Regions from separate parts of the Danio rerio genome. Here region 1 is linked to region 2. Evidence: chromatin contacts called from public Hi-C data. All regions are on one chromosome and are shown on one strand. Each heading gives the region's core, a stretch centred on a gene start, on an enhancer-like site or on the middle of the called end of the contact. The rest is flanking DNA. Distances are from core to core; before and after follow the strand shown.

Region 1 (3,053 bases), core at 171-2,670, 180 kb after region 2:
TTCTTGCTCCGTTAAACATCACTTGGAAAAAAAAAAAAAAAAAAAAAAAATATATATATATATATATATATATATATATATATATATATATATATATATATATATATATATATATATATTATTATTATTATTCTTAATGTCAGCAGCCACTGACTGGTATTTTATGAATCACCATAAAAGACCATGTTGTAGCTAAAAACCTTATTTTATATTACACGGAAAAGAAAGGTCACATGCATTTTGGATGGCCAAAGGATGAGAAAACTAAAATACTTTGGGTTAGAAATGTTAAAGATAACAAAATAATACATTAATACTGATAAAGCGCCAACTGAACTCACATACTGGGTGTCCACAATCGAACTGTTTGATCTCTGGATGAAGATGCCACCATTGAACCGCTTGGAGCAAAATTAACGCCTGTAATGACATCTGTGTGACCCACAAACCTGAAAGCCCGGGCTTTAGGAGCGAGGTTCCAAATCATAAGGCTTTTATCACAGGATCCAGTAGCTGCAAAATTATTTGTAAGAGGTTATTTTGGGGCTAGAGTGAAATTATATTTTTTTGTATTCTGAGTTATTTTAAATAATGAAGATAAATGTGACATACCAAGCTGTTTATTATTGGGGTTGAAGTCAGCGCAGGAAATTACATCTTTATGACCTTTAAAATGCCTCTCAAGGGTGGGATCCTCCTGAATAAGACAGAGAACTTTTAAGTGTAAGCAAAAAAAAAAAAAAGCAAATGATAATAAATAAATAAATATTTTGTAAGTTAGCTAAAATATCAAAGCTATAATAAAGTACCATTTTAAATAAAAAAATTAAAATGGTTCAAATTAAACTATTTCAGCTGACAAAAGACAAAATATTAGACTTGAATTAAATCTAAGTAAACTAAAATAAATGTCAAAATAAAATAATTTTAATATAGACATACTAATAAAAATGTAAAAAATGTCAACAACACACATCTAAACATGAAAAAACTGAAATTGATGGTAATACCGTTACAAATAATCAAAAACGTTGTTAATAAACATGTTCAAAACACAATGGTACTGCCGTTGATTCACGTCTAATCTGTGTTAATTGCACAGTATTTTTGCTAATAGACCTAGTTAATTGTATCGATTAAATTTTAATTTTGTAAACCCGACAACTATAAACGTTATGCATGTCCACATACAAACAAACACGAAACTTTCCAGCACAGTGGTACAGCGCTCTATCTAAAATGTCTATATCCGTACTCTAAAATGTTTCTACTAAATCATCTTACCATTACAGACGCCATGATTCCGGTAAACTTCAAGAAAGTGTATGAAACGTGGACAATTTGTGATTCTTTTTACAAGTAAACAAGTGAAACTCCTCCATGTTGAGCCACTTCCCTTCTGTCAAACCAACCGCGTTTTTACTCAGACCAAACAAATCACGCTTCGAATCATAGAGCCAGTCCGGCTAGTTGAGCAACAATGGAGGATATTTAATTTAAAAAAAATAATTTAGATTTCGATTGATATATTTGTACAAGTACAAAATACTACCATAAATAGAGAAATTAACGTCGACATCAGTCCGGTCAATGTAACCACTCCTCAAATAATGAAACAGAAGGCATGTTGGGATTAAATCTGAAATTTGCAAGCTAGTCTTTTAAAGATTATGCAGTCCTTAGAGTTGATTAATGTTCATTATATCTTACTTACATTATATATTCATTTACATTACATACAAATTACACAGATGTTTTGATTAAAATAGAGAGGACAACAGCAATAGTCAAAGCAACAACAATAAAATGTAAATAATATAATAAAAAATAAGAAACAAAGCATTTAGAAGGACAAATTATTTTTTTAAATGAAAAAAAATCTGAATAAAAATATAAACGAAAGTGAAATTCTATCCAGAGTAGGATTTTAAAAAGAGTAGAACACTGAACAGTACCATATCTCTTTAGAAGAAATAGACAAAAACGACTGATAATGTATAAAGATTCAAAAGCATTTAATGAATAAACGCGACCACCAATCTCCCTCTGTCGCTAAACAAATGAAACCAAAGGTTTAAACTACGCTGGATATGACGCCGTTGCTTAGCAACACCCCAAACGGTAAAGTCGAAGACCTCAACGTAGACGCTTTAAGGACACAGTCGCTGATTCGATAATCAAATCAACGGCCCAATCAGTGAAGCCGTTGCTCAAGAAGGCGACCCATTGAGTTTTGATTTTGGTAGCTAACATTAGCCGCCGAAGCTCTGCTGCTGGAAGATGTCGGTGAAGAGGGGGATTGGCGATTCAGCGGTCAGTGCTTTAATTTTACGGAAATTGGCTAAATATTGTATGCGCTGTGGTATTTTGAAAGCTGTCTCCGCCAAAGTTTGTCATGGGTGCTGGTGTTTAACGTTAAAGGGAATCTGACACCGGTGGTGTTGTTGCTCCTCCGTTGCCATCACGTATACATACCTGACTGAGCATCAGCATCACTCTAGTGCTGCTGTTTTACTGTTGTATTTCTGTCTGTGTTTATCAATAAAATACACGTCTAAACGAATGCAGGTCATAAAGAGCCTCCAGTCTTTTTCAGGAACACGACTGAGTTGAACTCCGTGTTTGTTACATATAAACACCATGTTCTCTTCATGAAATGAGATACTTACAGGGTTTAACTAACAGTTATATTTATTCCAAAGAACAAAACGGATTATAACACGTATCTGATTTCTAATGTCATTCATAATATGTACACGATGAAGTTGTTGAATATCTTTTCCTGATTTGTGTGATCTATTTGATATTTCAATAAACTTTATTTCAGTTTTATTTTTATTTATATTATTATTTTAAATATAATTTAGATATTCTCAATTTTCATTATTTCATTCAGGGTGAAAATTACAATACTAAAATAATTTTTGTTAATTGAAATCAAGGTTAACTAAAAATAAACAAATAACTTAAGCCTTTATTACTTTAGCTACTTTTTTTCAGTTAATAAATAAATAAATGACAAATATTTGCCATACAGTTTAATGAACAAAATC
Region 2 (3,126 bases), core at 593-3,092:
TTTTATGACAATATTTGTATTTTGAGGATATTATTGAATTTGCAATACAGGTTTGTTGCTAAAATAAGAACTATACAGTTTTAAGAAATGTTTATATATCTTTTACAATAAAACTCCCAAATGCAATGCTTAATAAGGTTTAATCTCTAAAATGATAATTGTAATAATTAAAAAATATGTTATTACAGAGGGAATGAATTTGAAAAATGTTCTTGGCATGTAAAGGTTAAGGACTTGTAAAATTATTTTAAAAATGTTTTTAGAATATTGTGTATATATTCGAGGCCCAAATGCATTACGATGGTTAAAGTGGTTAAAATATGAAGAAATATTTGTAAATATATGAAAGAAAAAAAATATTTGAAGGGCGAATTGAATTTAATGCGTTTTATCCTATTACCCATTCAACTATGGAGTTGAATGGACCAAAATGCTTTTTGATTGTTAAAGTAGTCATATCTCAAATATTTCCACAATCAATGAATGCATTCTGGTTTCATTCCTATAAAAAAACTTCAGAAAATGTATGTTCCTTATTGTCAAAAAACAGTACAAAATGCAAAATTACAAAAGGTTTTATGTGGACTTCATTCATTCATTTTCTTTTTGGCTCAGTCCCTTTATTAATCTGGGGTCACCACAGCGGAATGAACCACCAACTTATCTAGCATATGTTTTACGCCGCAGATACCCTTCCAGCTGCAACCCCGCACTGGGAAACATCCATACACACCCATTCACACACATACACTAGGGACGATTTAGCCTACCCACATAACCTATACCACATGTTCTTGGACTTGTTGGGGAAACCAGAGCACCCAGAAAAAACCCACTTGAACACGGGGAGAACATGCAAACTCCACACAGAATCTAATATATATATATATATATATCGTCATCTTGGAATTATAAGGTTCTATATGCGTTCAGAATGATTTTGAGATAATGAGCTTTAAAGTTTTCGCATTCCACAGCAAACAGTATGTGTGTAACATTTGTTTTTTTTAATAAAGTCTTAAAATGTAAACAACTTATAAAAAACATCCCATAATGTAAATAAGTTGTCATTCAATAAGAACATGTCAATAACTCAATTTTGACAAAAATGTCAGATAGAACCTTATAATTCTAAGGTGACGATACACACACACACACACACACACACACACACACACGCACGCACGCACGCACGCACGCACGCACGCACGCACGCACGCACGCACGCACGCACACACACTTTATTTTATTTCAGTTTTCTATAGTTAAAATTTTATGCTAATTTCAGTGTTACTTGCATTCTTATTTTTTTAACCAATTTCATTTTATTTATGTTTTAAAAATGTCATGCTCAATTCAGTGTAACTTGCTCATTTCATCTATGCTTTAAATAAGTTAATAGATAAATAAGTAAATAAACAAATAAAGAAACAAACAAATAAATAAATAAAAGCATAATTTATAATTGCAAGTAATTCTTTTAAAGCATCCTCTCTTTCGCTTGCAACATTGATTCCATTTTCCTTCAGCATCGCACTGACCTTTTCAAAAACCACATTTTGCTGTTTGTCCAGCAGATGGCAGCATTTCTCATCTAATTCCTCACGGAAACCACTGACATCATCAACCTACAGTCAGAAATAAACGCATGATAGCCAATGAAGGACTTCACACATCTGAGAGTAATAATTTAGTCAAGTTAAACAAAGAAACGCCTGATCCTTTTAAAAAACAAAATCAAATGAGTGTTCAAATAATATAGATTTGCACTTGATCTCACCTGGGAAACATTCAACATCTTTTAGAGGGTCAGTATTTGGCTGGTTCATGGTCCAGTTCGCCTCTGCTGGTAAATTTTGTTCCTGCACCATTCAGTCTTTCTCCAGGACACCATCTGAAAGAACACAACATATGATCTTAAAGAAAATAAGCTCGATTTACAATTGTTATATATTAATATTGTTATATAATAATATTGCTTAGCATAGATCATTGAAGCATGAGGATTAGCATCAGGATAAATAGTTTTGATCATTTTCTATTTGCAGTTCGACTCTTTCGTAGTTACATTTTCTACAAAGACTGGCAGAAAATTAAAAGTTACTATTTTCTAGGCTGACATGTCTATTAACTATACTGTCATTCTGGTGTAATAATCATTGCTGCTGTGTTATGGCTGCAGCAGGAGCATCGACATTACACCTGAAAATAGTCTCCAGAAAAAAGAACATGTGCACCACCAATTAGAATGTGTAATATGGTGTGCCTGCTGTAGCCATGATACAACAGCTAATTTCCCTGCTTAATTGTGTGAGGAAATAGACTCCATGAATATATGGAAAAGGGTTTTGAATAGGGCTGCATGATTTTAAAAAATCTTATGATTTTTATTTGTGATATATATTGGGATATGAATACAATGTCACCAGTTGACTTAATATCTATATTTGTAAGATCAATTGGGATTATTCTGAAATGGGGTGCATCTCCATAACATCAAATAGCAATCTATACATTTCCCACACATTTTCATGTGGTCTGTGCTACTTGCAGTGCATTTCTCTATTTGCATGTGTTGTGAGTATTTTCATGCATGTTTTTAGTCAATGATTGATGAATTGATATACTACTTTAGCATCCTCATAAAATCTAATAAACAATCTATAAACTTTCGGGGGTCCCCAGACACATTTTCTTGTGGTCTGTGCTATTTGCAGTGTATTTCTGTATTACTCTTCAGTGTACGTTGTGAGCATTTTCATAAATAACAATTTATAAAGACAATTAAGAAAAAGATAGATAAACACAGTTTATCATTTCCAGAGTCTAACAGTATTCAAGTACAGAAATTAAATAATTAAATAAAATGAATCCTCCTTAAAGTCACAAGTGGTGAAATATTTTGTGCCTAAACGCTTTTAAAATCATTATACAATTCCAGGCATTAAAAACACATGCAAATGATAAATTATGATACAAACTTAACATTGTATATACAGTGCTCAGCATGATTGCGTACACCCCATTCTGAAAATGAATATTTTTATCCATTTCTCAGTGAATATAGGCAATGTATTTTGGCGCATTTTAATAAAACAGACTTAATAAACAGATATATTTATTAAA

The links. Hi-C and Micro-C count contacts between places; a contact is called where the count stands out from the background.
Region 1: a Hi-C map of skeletal muscle shows a contact between it and region 2, with 4 times the contacts expected there. The contact joins the promoter of poc1b here to the enhancer-like site in region 2. A contact is called at or near these places in 12 of 18 Hi-C or Micro-C datasets (caudal fin, embryo, fibroblasts and 4 more) and 2 of 4 datasets of contacts at active chromatin or transcription factors (caudal fin and embryo).

Annotation. Positions count from the first base shown.
Region 1 is chr25:19,429,686-19,432,738 of GRCz12tu, forward strand. poc1b (POC1 centriolar protein B) reads right to left here and starts at 1,421. Exons shown (of 12, transcript NM_200118.1): 1 at 1,285-1,421; 2 at 613-697; 3 at 342-513. The coding sequence starts at 1,299. It overlaps cep41 (centrosomal protein 41), which reads left to right and starts at 2,242. Exons shown (of 11, transcript NM_001002194.1): 1 at 2,242-2,313. The coding sequence starts at 2,281.
Region 2 is chr25:19,247,334-19,250,459 of GRCz12tu, forward strand. It overlaps si:dkey-106n21.1, which reads right to left. Exons shown (of 16, transcript XM_073943010.1): 3 at 1,781-1,894; 4 at 1,542-1,628. The coding sequence starts at 1,594. Among named protein-coding and RNA genes, the nearest start is that of si:dkey-106n21.1, 46 kb to the right of the region's middle. Within about 2 kb of position 1,843, at least 7 of the 62 cell types and tissues checked have an H3K27ac peak or open chromatin away from gene starts, as enhancers often do. A contact at or near this core is called in skeletal muscle, where this site is marked.